Linked DNA regions of Mus musculus: all the other regions are linked to region 3. Evidence: chromatin contacts called from public ChIA-PET and HiChIP or PLAC-seq data. All regions are on one chromosome and are shown on one strand. The core of a region is the stretch at or near the end of the contact, and the rest is flanking DNA. Distances in the headings are between cores, read along the strand shown.

The links. ChIA-PET counts read pairs in DNA pulled down with a chosen protein or histone mark. HiChIP or PLAC-seq counts read pairs in DNA pulled down with a chosen protein or histone mark.
Region 1: a contact with region 3 is called in an H3K4me3 HiChIP or PLAC-seq map of the SCID.adh cell line, with 11 read pairs. The contact joins the enhancer-like site here to the promoter of Zcchc2 in region 3. A contact is called at or near these places in 3 of 39 promoter capture datasets (the C10 cell line, the HPC-7 cell line and pre-B cells), 4 of 115 datasets of contacts at active chromatin or transcription factors (the NIH/3T3 cell line, the SCID.adh cell line, embryonic stem cells and 1 more) and 2 of 9 other capture datasets (adipose tissue and liver).
Region 2: a contact with region 3 is called in an RNA polymerase II ChIA-PET map of memory CD8 T cells, with 6 read pairs. The contact joins the enhancer-like site here to the promoter of Zcchc2 in region 3. A contact is called at or near these places in 5 of 39 promoter capture datasets (the 3T3-L1 cell line, 3T3-L1-derived adipocytes, the C10 cell line and 2 more), 5 of 115 datasets of contacts at active chromatin or transcription factors (the NIH/3T3 cell line, the SCID.adh cell line, T-cell acute lymphoblastic leukemia and 2 more) and 2 of 9 other capture datasets (adipose tissue and liver).

The regions. Positions count from the first base shown.
Region 1 is chr1:105,682,540-105,687,035 of GRCm38.p6, forward strand. It overlaps Relch (RAB11 binding and LisH domain, coiled-coil and HEAT repeat containing), which reads left to right. Exons shown (of 29, transcript NM_173187.4): 3 at 4,410-4,481. Among named protein-coding and RNA genes, the nearest start is that of Relch, 21 kb to the left of the region's middle. Within about 2 kb of position 1,837, at least 11 of the 459 cell types and tissues checked have an H3K27ac peak or open chromatin away from gene starts, as enhancers often do. A contact at or near this core is called in the SCID.adh cell line, where this site is marked.
Region 2 is chr1:105,707,737-105,712,085 of GRCm38.p6, forward strand. All of the region lies in intron 11 of Relch (RAB11 binding and LisH domain, coiled-coil and HEAT repeat containing), which reads left to right. Among named protein-coding and RNA genes, the nearest start is that of Relch, 46 kb to the left of the region's middle. Within about 2 kb of position 1,880, at least 5 of the 459 cell types and tissues checked have an H3K27ac peak or open chromatin away from gene starts, as enhancers often do. A contact at or near this core is called in memory CD8 T cells, where this site is marked.
Region 3 is chr1:105,988,698-105,992,565 of GRCm38.p6, forward strand. Zcchc2 (zinc finger, CCHC domain containing 2) reads left to right here and starts at 1,709. Exons shown (of 14, transcript NM_001122676.1): 1 at 1,709-3,010. The coding sequence starts at 2,093. Gm7160 (predicted gene 7160) reads right to left here and starts at 1,585. Exons shown (of 3, transcript NR_151625.1): 1 at 1,475-1,585; 2 at 322-406.

The DNA of each region.
Region 1 (4,496 bases), core at 587-3,086, 310 kb before region 3:
CAAAAAACAGGTATGCGTAGTGTCATATACCTATAATCACAGTACTGAGGAAGAGGAGGCCCTGGGGCTCTCTGGACAGCCCACCTAGCCTACTTAGAGAGTTCCAGGCCGATAAGACACTGTCAGGAGAACAGAATGGATCACACCCTAGAAACAACATGGAGATTAGCCTCTGCCCTTCACATGCAGCAAGTGTCTTTGTACCTTCACAAAAAGGTTTTTGTATACAGTTTTACACACAGGAAAACCTGCTTCACAAAATCCATCTTTTAACATCAGAGTTGCTGGTTTGGTTCTTATGTTTCTGCCTGCTAGAGTAAAACTTCTATGTTCACACACTGGTGAAATCCAAAGAGACACAAAGCCGCTTGCTTGCTAATTTTCAGGGAAAGATCCTCCTGAATGCTGGAGAAAGGAGTCATTGTTGGTCCATTCAGTACCAATTTATTGAATACTCATCCTGTTTTCCAAGTGGTATGTTTGTTCTCTTCTAAAATGACTCTCAGATCTTGCCTGTGAAGTCATCCGTCCCTATAGCCTGAATAACAAATGCTTAGTATTATCCATGGTCTTGTTTCTTGGTTAAAGGCCAAGGCAATATCTGTATCCCATTGCCTTAGTATCTATCCTCTCTGTTTTGCTTGTTTTATTGAGACATTAGATTGGCCTCAACTTTTTTATTTTCCTCCCTTAGCTTTCTGAGTATTGCAATTGCAAGCATACACACACACACACACACACACACACACGGCCAGATTTATTTATTTATTTATTTATTTAGAGACAGGGTCTCATTAGAATACCATTGGCTGTCCTAGAACTCACTATGTAGACCAGGCTGGCCTCAAACTCATAGAGATCCACCAGCCTCTGCCTTCCAAATGCTGAGATTAAAAGCAGATGTCACCATTCCTGGCCAGGAATTTTTTTCTGAGAACCCAATTTCTCTTATTTTGTGTATCTCCCTAGTTTAAACAAATAAACAAACAAAAAGTGTGTATGTATATTCTTTTCTATTAGCAGAACCTTTGATTTTATTTCTTATATTGAACTTGGTAGATGAATCTTATATTTAGATATTATTTAAAGTTGGATTGGTATTCCAACAAGGTTAGATATAACATTAATGAAATTGATTTACCTGTAATTTGTTACCACGAAATTAAGGTAGTATTAGAAATAGGAAAAAAATATTGTAATGGGTGTATATGTAAGTTAAAAATAAAAGTAATGTTGATTAAATTTTTGTAGATTTCAGATTCCAAAAATGTATCTCATGATAGTGTTAGTTCCACAAACAAAAGGGTAGTGGTGGGACTCGTGGGTAGGAAAGTTTAGAAAGATGAGGTTTTCTGCAGAATATTTGTCTTTGATACTTGAGCATCTTAATATTAGTATATTATTATTAATTGGAGTTAATAGCATAGTATTAAATAGTGATTATTAATATATAACATCACAAAAGTTTGACATTTGAGCAGTTACAGAGATAGTTGAAATGAATTGCTAGTTACTAAAGGATTAGATTCAGTATGATATGGACATTAATTAGTGGTAGGATAAAGACAACATATATGTGATAAGTAATCTCCAAGTTTCCCTTAGTTGGCTTTCCAAACCAGTTCAGTGGATGGATGTACTTTAAAGTTTAAGTGGGCAGAGACTACTAAGGAAGACCAGGTGTAAAAAGGAAATGATGCAATTCAGTGGGAACAAATTCAAAACTTAGGAAACATTCAAATGGACATGTCTAGGAAATAAGAATGTATCTGGTGAAAGGGTTTTAAGATTGTGATCATCAAAGCCACAGGCATGCATGTCATGGGTTAGGTATCATGAGAAAAGGCCCAAAGGTGATGATGAGAGAAACCAACTTCAAGATAAGTGATAGAGGAACCTGAACAGAAAGAACAATGAGGGCAAGGGTTTCTTTCTTCCCTGAAAGGCTTGGAGGAAGGGTCTCATATCAGCCTGAATCAAGTTGAAAACAAGCATTGTAAAATAGTTGTACAGGGTTGGGACCTAGTGTAATTTAACATTGCTTATACTGACTTTAATGTTAAAATTGTAAACAGTAAAACTGTAATGCATGCTGTTAATACACATGCATGTTTGTAGTTATTACATCACCTTAGTTTGTGTTGGTCAAGTAGAATGAGTAGATTGGTTGTTAGCTCCTACAGCATTTTATACACATAAGCACACATACACACCTTCATATACTTTTAGAAAGAATGGTGATTTTAAGAATTGCGTAGAACTTGTTCCACAAAGTTTATCTCCTTACAGGGTACTCAGTTTGCACTTCAATCCAGTGTTTTAGGAGACAAATTCATGTATGTATTGATATTGTGTGGCATTAAGAATCTTTTTTGACAGTGGGAGGGAGAAAGAAAATACAAAGTATACATGTGTAAAATTGCCAGAAAATCAAAGTTTATACTTTTAAGAAAAATATATTAATTCTCCCAAATCTGTATTTGCTTGGTTATATTCTACCTTTTATAGAGATGTACTATAGCTTCAAGCATAAAACTCTGTCATTTAGAACCTGTGTTGTATACTAAGAAACATGCAGCAGAGTGAATTCATTTTGGAAGTCTGTCTTTTCAAAGCATTGGTATCTTCTAATGACATTTGGCAATATGTATGTAGATGTTTGTAAAATTATAAATTCTTGCCGTCTGACATGGGTTTTCTGGCTTTCTGTGCCTATTCACTCTTTGTTTTGTTCCTGGTCACCAGTTTAATTTGAGCATTTCCCACTTTGTGTTTTAACCAGTTTCCTCCCTTCGCTCCCTTCTCCCCACCCCCCTTTTTTTTTCTGTCATTCTGGTGTAGGGCATTTCTGATCTGCAATTGTTCTGTAGTATATTTTGGATAATTTTAAGCGATATTGAGAGCATAATATCTATACTTTTACCTTATGCATAGTCTAGTTAGGTGCTTTTTCTTCCAAAATTTCATAGAATTTTCCATTTTTTTAAAAAATGAACAAATCTCTACATAAATGTATTCAGTTATGTAAATAATCTGACTTTAACAAAAACTCTTAAAGTGTTTCAAGGAATTGCAGTTCAGGGGAAATGTCTTAGCTTTGCTGCACAGAATTGTTTGCAGATCAGCTTTGCTGACTACCAACGGCACGCAGTGACTCAGTGCCATCCTAGCTGTGCTTTCATTGCTGCTGCAGCTAAACTCTGTGCATCAAAATAAATGGCCGTCATAGCTGTGACTCAACTACATCCTAAGTTTTTATTGAACACATGCAAACTGAGTGAATCCTAATTTTTCCATATATTCTTAAAGCTTTCTTATATCTGATCCATCTCATCTTTTTTCCACCAGTCAGTCAGGGCAAAGTTGCATTTCTTAAGATGAAAATTAAACTCCTTAGTTTTTATGCAAGTCTGTACTAACTCTTTGTGACAAAGATCAATTAATTTCCCCAGAGTTCTAATTGGCAGAAGTAACTCCTGTACAATACCTATAAATTTTAAGAAAACTTCATAGTTAAGATACATACAGTTTAATCTTGTTCCTGATAAATAATTCACAAAGCTCAATAAGAAATTTTCCCAGCATTCATGTTATCTATATGATAGTCAGAGAAATCTTTAAAGTTTATTAATCTCTCCTAAAAGAAAATAATTTATTTGAAGACCTATTGGAACCTTTTAAATTCTACCTAATTTTACTTCGCACAGCTATTTTAGAGGTGGTTGGTATGTATGTGTGTAATATTTGCATTAGGAATAAGTCATTTCTATTTTTTGGTGTTAATACTAAAGTAAAACATTGAGGCCTTTTTATGTGTGTCTTTAACCTATCTGCTTGTTTTTAGAAAACATGCTTCCTTGGAGGAAAATGTATAGGCATACAACATTTGTTTCACATTTAAATGTAACCCTCAACTTAGCAAGCAGTCTAGCCAATAATGTTTCTACAGTTACAACATTCTAAACAGTACATTTCAAAGTAACTTAAATCCCTTTATTTAAGGCTAGTTAGTCAATTTTCATATAATCTTTACCTCCCTTCCTCCAAAATTATGTTAACCAAAAATATTTCATTACATTTTCTTACCCAGATTGGCTAAAATAGAAGTACCTAGATTATTACATTTTTAATTACTTAAATAAAAGTATTGTATTTTAATAGCTGTATTCCTTGTCAGACAGCTAGAACATATACCCCTAATTCTGCTAAAACTATGGAAAACGATCACCAGTTTGCTTGCAAATCAACTCTGCTGCATGCGTTCACAAGTTTCATAAAGGTTGCATGCTTCCTGTTTTCAATACAAATTGTGTTTTTTTCATACCCATCTTTGCTTTTTATTTTTTTTATTTTTGTTTCCCTTTTCTTGGTTGGATGCCTGTGTGTGTTTAATCCAAATCCCTGTCCAGTCCTGGAGTTTGAACTACGGAAAGCCAAGGAGACCATTCAGGCCCTCCGAGCCAACCTAACAAAGGCTGCAGGTGGTGTACATAAAA
Region 2 (4,349 bases), core at 630-3,129, 280 kb before region 3:
TCTCCCTCTCGTGTCCCTCCCTCCTTCCTCCTCCCACTATTATTTCTTTCCCCTTCTAAGTGGGGTTGAAACCTCCTCACTTGGGCATTTCTGCTTGTTGTACTTCTTATGTTCTGTAGATTACATCCTAGATATTCTGTACTTTTTGGCTAATATCTACTTATTAGTAAGTATATACCATGCATGTTCTTTTAGGTCTGAGTTATCAGGGTGATATTTTCTAGTAACATCCATTTGCCTGCAAAAATCATGATGTCCTCATTTTTAATAGCTGAATAATATTCCATTATATAAATGAACCACATTTTCTGTATCCATTCTATGGTTGAAGGACATCTGTGTTGTTTCCAGCTTCTGGCTATTATAAATAAGACTGCTATGAACATGGTAGAGCACATGTCCTTGTGGTTATGGTGATGAATCTTTTGGGTATTTTCCCAAGAGTGGTATAGCTAGGTCTTCAGGTAGAACTGTTTCTAATTTTATGAGGAACTGCCAAATTCATTTCCAAAGTGGTTGTACCAGCTTGCAATCCCACCAGCAGTGGAGGAGTGTTCCTCTTTCTCCACATTCTCGCCAGCATCTGCTGTCACCTGAGGTTTGGTGTGAGATGGAATCTCAGGGTAGTTTTGATTTACATTTCCTTAATGACTAAGGACTTTGAACGTGCCTTTAGGTGCCTTTCAGCCATTTGAGATTCCTCTGTTGTGAATTCTCTGTTTAGTTCTATATCTCATTTTTTTTGATTGAGTTTTTTGGTTTTTTGGAGTTTACCTTCTTGAGTTTTTATATATATATTGGATATTAGTCCTCTATCAGATGTAAGGTTAGTAAAGTTTTTTTTTTTTTTTCCCAATCTGTGGGTTGCCAATTATTCCTATTGACAGTATCTTTTGCCTTACAGAAGTTTTTCAGTTTCATGAGGTCCCATTTATCATTGTTGATCTTAGGGCGAGAGCTATTGGAGTTCTGTTCAGGAAATTAACCCCTGTGCCAATGAGTTCGAACCTCTTTCCCACTTTCTCTTCTTTTAGATTCAGTGTATCTGGTTTTATGTTAAGTGCCTTGATGCAGTTGGACTTGAGCTTTGTGTAAGGTGATAAATAAGGATCTATTTTCATTCTCCTACATACAGACTGCCAGTTAGACCAGCACCATTTATTAAATATGCAGGGTTTTTTCCACTGTATGGTTTTGGCAAAAAATCAGGTGTCAGAGTTCAAGTGTCCATAGGTGTATAGGTTTACTTCTGGGTCTTCGAATCCATAAACCAGAAAGGAACCCAAAGAAATCAAGTCTTAGAAAGAAAAGTTTAGAATAACAAAATAGCAGAAAGAGTAAAATATGCAAGTTTTTCAAATTTTAGTAAGACGCTGCAATAGATTTAATACTACTGAAAACTGAGCATATGTTGTGAATGATAAAATATCAGTAAACCACTGTGTTGCCTCTTGAAGGACTGAAGAGTTATTTGCTCAGACGTCTGTTTCTAACAATTTGTATGAACTCTTCAATAGTAGTTCATAATTTATAGTGGTGGACAGAGTGTAAATGTAGAGCTCCTCTTAATATGATTATGTAAAATATCTTGAAAGGCATGAGAGCCTTTCTAAATGGCATGAGTTTGTTTTATCAGCCGCTTGATAATCTTGATAGCCAAGTGGCACATTTACTGTTTCACTCAGTATAAGTTTACAGACGTTCATATAATAACCCAGCAACTCCTCTGGAAATGTCACTATAATTTAAACATTCCTATTCTAATCACTTTTCATGAACTTAGCCATTTATCTATCCATCCTTCTTTTACTCAACACACACACACAAATAGGTTATAACCTCTGAAAGTTGGTTTCAAGCAACTTCTTGGTGGTGAGATCCAGTTTCACTTTCATTATAAAAGGCTTTGAACTCTGAATTATGTACAGGTGAATAAAGGAACCATTATTCAGTGTATTGAATAAACAGGGAATCTCTGCAGTATTTTCATTCTTATTCCAGTGACCCCTGTCGAGTTTGTACACTTTAGTTACCTGAGGGTATCTAATTTATATTATCTTTTTGCTTTTCTTTTTCATGCTTGATTTCTCTTAGGAATTTCCATTTTTCCCACATAGATGAACATGCTATAACCATGGCTTCATTACAATTAGTCTTTATAAAAATAATACATGAATATTTGATAAACTGATTTATCCTTAAACTAGTTGCTGTGAGAGGAGTACAGTGTTTAGGCCACAATCAACAGATAAGAAAAAAAATAGAAATTTATTTTTTTCTAAAGCAGTGGTTCTCAACCTTCCTAATGCTGCATGTGAGTGACCCTTTAATACAGTTCCTCGTGTTGTGGTAATACCTGAACATGAAACAATTTTCGGTGCTACTTCATAACTTTAAATTTGCTACTGTTAAAATAAGTTATATTGTAAATATCTGACATATAAGATCCTTGTAAAAGGGTAGGTTGACCACAAAGGGGTCACAACCCACAGGTTGACAACCACTGATCTAAATGGTGATTTGATTGCTAGTCATACATAGAAAATGTATGCCCTAAAACAGAAGCTAAAAAAAAAAGCTCATATTTCCAATTGTAGGAGAAGACCTGCATTGTTCTTATAACAAAATTTGGCTCTTTGTCAGAATCTCACAAAATTCAGCATCTTTACCTTTCCTGATCTTCTCAAGATTATTGAGAACAGAAGCCATTTTGTTGTCAGAGTCCCTGAGGAAGAGCAGGAGCAAGTTCACTGGCTATAGTAGTTCTGAAACTTTATTGCCCATCACAAACATACTTGAGTGACATGACACTATGTAGGTTCCTCAGGATCACACCAGTTTCTGAGGGAATCAGATCTGTTCTTTCAACATCCACTAGGTGAAAACTCTGCAGAGTGGATGGGGCAGAACTTCTGGAACAAGTCCTTCCGGGAGCATTCATGCAGTCCGTAACAGATAGTGTAGACTTGCCATTGGACAGCACCCTGCACACAGGAACTTAAGTGTGTTGTCTACCTCAAGAAGTGAAATGTTGGAGCACTAAGGAAAGCTGCAAGGGTAGCCTGAAGAAAGCAGCCTGGCAGTAGAGAGAGAAGAACCAGAAGATAAAATAATGTGCTGGGATGTTTTTCTCTTGCAATCTTTACCTTAATAACAAAGGTTATTTTGCTTTTATTTTGTAAAACAGAGTTGTGCTTCCTAAGTATTTATCTAATTTTTACAGCTGCTTTTTTTAGAACGTCTTCTAATGATTCATTTATATAAAAGTCATAAACAAATGAGTCCTGAGACATAAAGCTGAGAAGTTAAAATAGAAAGTACTCTAAAGTAATGACCTCGCAGCCTAATATACCCTGAAATTTATACTATGTGTCTCTCATTCTCAAAGACTCTACCCAAGAGCAAAGTGGAGAGATGCATCCTCAGGATACAGCCAAAGTTAGGTGACATTGGCAGCCAGCACGCTCACTAAACAAGTAGGGATGAGGGAATTAGTTCACTGTGAAAATACTATTCAATTTCAATGTTTTCTAAGGACAATTTGGTGATAATATACAGGAAAGTGCATATCTCATTTTCTTCTTTAAAAAATGTGTCTTTCCCTGTCTTAGTAGCAGAGTAATAAATAAAATACCTTCTTTGAATTTGCATTCTAAGTTTTCGAGGCAAAACTTAAACATAACTGCTGCCACCTGGTGGCAGGAATAAAGTATCCCTGTCTACTGTGTTTTATCTTACAGAAAGACAACTTTTTATTTTTAAAAAGAATAAAAATCAATAATCAATATTATTATATAAATGAAAAGTGGATATAAATATTTGTTAGTATTTGTTTGATAGGTAACCACTTGCTATTTTTCTTTAGTTAATCTCAGACTTCTTTAACAGTATCCCAGTAAAACTTAATTTACACTCCATGATGGTTCTTTTTTCAGTTCTTTGATAATAACCATAAATAATATCAGATTTCTAACTAAATCATTTGATAATCAGTTTTATTTTTTACTGTATAGCCTACATCCAGGGCTATTAATAAGGTGTTGGGCATCTGACCTTTTCTATTTTGAACTGCTTTTCAGAGTTATCACTTTTTCCTATTGATGTTTAGATGTGTTTAGTATAGTGGTGGTGCATGATTTCAACCTCTATACATATATATCATGAAGAAATATTTTAAATGCTTAAAATTTGTGTGCCAATGAATATGACCACTGTCTGGAGGTGCATGTAGGTTAGCCAGAGGGCAACTTGGGTATTTTTCTTAGGCACCAATCCAGCATTTTAATTTTGTTGGCACTAATGATTGATCCCAGAGACTCACGAATGATAGTCAAATGCTCTACTACTAA
Region 3 (3,868 bases), core at 459-2,958:
AGATTAAATAACTGATGCAATAGAAAATTAAAGATTAAAAATCCATAGTCGGGATCACATATAAAAATCAATTTGGAAGTAGAGTATTTGCTCATTACATAAGGCATGGAAGTAAAGTTGGGAATGTGGTAGGGGAGGGGACGGGGGGGGGGGCTCCTCACTATTCTGCTTAAAACATTTCATCCTAAGCTTCAGAAATGTGCCTAAGTGATCAGGCAGGAACAGTAGACTCGAGGATAGTAGCTGAGGCTTACTTCGTTTAAGCTATACCCAAGAAGCACACGAAAGAGAAAACTACATGTCAGAATAGCTTTCACTTACTTTTATCAATATAAAATGTGCTGAGTAATTCTCCATCTCTCGGTTTTATCACGGAAGCTGATTTAGGGTTCAATTCAGTCTTATCCTAAATGATAAAGCCGCAGAGTTTGTGAGATAAAGGCGATTCTATACACTCTGTAGATGTCCCAACACTCTCAACGAGGGTTAGTGTGGCTTTTAATTTTCTCACGCTCCTACTTTGGTTATGTGGTATAAGTTCTTTATTTAAAACTGTCGGAAATTTTAAAAAGCAAACACACAAAGAAACTACTATTATGGACCCTCAAATAATAATAATAATAATAATAATAATAATAATAATAATAATCCTGTTTCCCCCGCCCCTGGGCACAAGATTTATATTTATTTACAATCATGGACTGACAAACAGCATGCCAAGAACTCTTGACCGGCAGTCAGGCTCCAGCACAAATGAGACAGGATGGTCCTGATGGCTCTGAGAGCAATCATGGCCCCTTGGGTTGGTTTGGTTTTTAAATTGATTTTTATGGTTGGGCTATACATATCACTGAAAGAGTCATAGGGAGGGCGGTGTCTACAAAACTTAAAAATGTAATATCGCTTAAAAACTTAAAACCCTGACAAGACAGTAACTTATTAAATTGTTTAAAAGAGTTACAGGAAATTCACACCAGCTCAAGAATTCCAAATGTTCACGGATAGGAACTAAAACGTAGGCAATAAGTGATTGCGCAAACCATAGATTTGGGGCAGGAGGGCGTCCTTAAACTTAACCTTGCAAGCCAGATGCAACCATTAGGCCAAGCACCCCCAGCAACAGGGTCCCCTCAGCCGGATACCCGGCCCAAAGCAGCACCTTGCAGCCAGCCTGAGCAAGGGCGCTCGCCGCCCAAAACCACTCTACATCCCGACCTAACTCCTGGATCTTCGTCCCAGCGTTCACACCAACGGTCCAGGTGAAGTTTTAGAATATGGTAATCTCCCGTGGCTGACTTTGGCGGAGTTCACGAGGCGGCAGGGGCTGGGAACCCACTTGGCGTGATCCAGGGCGGTGGCTGACGCGAAGATGGTCTGCAGCCACGGCACGGTCAGATCTCTCAAGAAAAACTAAGTCGATGTCCCTCCTCCCACGCGAACCTCGCCCACTTCTGCCGCTCCGGGCCAAGCTCACCTCGCCGTGGTCCGAAAGTCCCAAACCCACGTCCTCAGTCTGCTGGAACCCATCAAGCATTAGGACCGCGCGGGATGTGCCAGAGCCTTGCAGCATAGCAGGAGGTGGGCGTGGCTTCTCAGAGAGGGCGGCTCCCGGCGGGGAGGGGGGGGCAAACGAGAAGCTCGCGTCACGCCAGATCTAAACGTTGATTGGCTGGAGTGCGGTGCGCGGAGCCCGCCAGCGTCTCCGCCCAGCCCCGCTGCTCCTCCTCCTCCTCGCCAAGCCGCTCTGCCAGCGCCGGCTCGAGAGGGAACGGCTCAGGCCGTCACCGCCAGCCCCGTGCGGACGCGGAAAGGCGGAAGGAGGACGCGCTCGTCGACTTGCTCCTCCCGCACCGGACTCCCCAGCGGGCACAGAGCCCAGGGGAGGAGCCGTCGCGGTCACGCCCCGCCTCCCGCCGGGACGAAGCTGCCGGCCGGCCACCGCCCCCCGTCCCCGGTCGGCGAGACCCGCCCCCGGCCCGCCCCGGCGGCATGGAGGGGCAACGTTCTTGACGGCCGTGCCGCCGCCCGGGCGCTCGGCTCCTCCCGCCGCCCCCGCTCCCTCGCTCGCATGTCCGCACCGCCTTAGCTGAGGATGCTGAGGATGAAGCTGCCACCGAAGTCGACGCACCCCAGCGAGCCGCCGCCCGACGCGGAGGAGCCCGAGGCGGACGCGCGGCCGGGCGCAAAGGCTCCGCTGCGCCGCCGCCGCGACTGCCGCCCGCCGCCGCCGCCCACGGGCCTGCCGCGGGGACCCCCGCCGCCGCCGTCGCCGCCCCGGGGGCTCGAGCCGCCTGTTGCTAGCGGGCCGACGGCGGGCGCGGGCATGCCGGGCGGCGGCGGGCACGCGGCGGCGCTGCGCGAACAGGAGCGGGTGTATGAGTGGTTCGGGCTGGTGCTGGGCTCGGCGCAGCGCCTTGAGTTCATGTGCGGGCTGCTGGACCTGTGCAACCCGCTGGAGCTGCGCTTTCTCGGCTCGTGCCTGGAGGACTTGGCGCGCAAGGACTACCACTACCTGCGCGACTCGGAGGCGAAGGCCAACGGCCTCTCGGACCCAGGGTCGCTGGCCGATTTCCGAGAGCCCGCCGTGCGCTCGCGCCTCATCGTATACCTAGCGCTGCTGGGCTCGGAGAACAGAGAGGCCGCTGGCCGCCTGCACCGCCTCCTGCCCCAGGTGGACGCGGTGCTCAGAAGCCTGCGCGCGACTCGAGCCGAGGGCTCGCGGGGCAGCGTGGAGGACGAGCCGAGTGGCGATGGCGAGCAGGACGCGGAGAAGGACGGCCCCGGCCCGGAAGGCAGTGGCTGCGCCAAGCTCGGGACTGGAGGCGGGCTCGGCTTCAGGGCCCAAGAGGAACTGCTGCTGCTGTTCACCATGGCTTCGCTGCACCCGGCTTTCTCCTTCCACCAGCGGGTCACCCTGAGGGAGCACCTGGAGAGGCTCCGCAGCGCACTCCGGGTGGAGCCGGAGGACGCGGAGGTGGAGCCCAGCAACTTTGCGGGCTCCAGGGCCCAGGTAAGGTGCGAAGAAGTGCAGTCGCAGCTCCGGCCTCCGCCTCGGCGGGCCTCAGAATCCAGCTCTGACCCCAGCCTCATGCAGGTGTCTCGGAATAACCACTCCGCGGCTCTCAGCCATGGGTAGTCATCGTCATTTTCTTGGGTGGCTCATTTCCAGTCACCCACATGCACATTGAGCCACCCGCCATAACAGAATGCTCTAGAATTCTCTTCTGATGTGCACGAGTTATCACGGAAGACTGGAGCTCCCTGACCCTAGACCTCAGAATTAGGAGGCTCGTGGGACATTTTGGGCTCGAGTATTTGGGTGCTAGGTGCAAGGGGAAAAGCCAAGCGCTTGGGGCTGTCAACCACCGTCCGTTTAGCCCTGGGTGGGCTGTTTCCTAGTCTCAGCCTGTTTAAAAACCGCCTTACCCCTTGGCACTGCCAGGTTACTGTGGCATAAGGAACTTTTTATACTTAGTGTGTGCTAATTAAGGTTTTGAATAGGTCTTTTGGCTTTTAGTCGGAGAACTTTGTATTCACTGGGAGTGTGTGTGTGTGTTCCGGTGGGTATTCTGTGGAGACCTATGAATTGGCTGACCTAAGTACAAAAATCGGTCATCTAGGTAAAGACTTGGGATGGCCTGGCTAAACCTTTAACAGACTACCAAACAAGCTTTCCTAAGGGGCTTGATTTCTACTTCAGATTTGGGGTCTGGTGATCTCTTAGGTCTTTAGGCATTAACGTTGTCTGAAAGAGTTATTAAAACACATTTAGTACATAGGAATCCACTTATCGAAAACTTTAAAGAATTTTTACAGTCTTGAAAGTAATTTAATTAGGCCCAATAAACCACTTAAGAATGGCGATTTA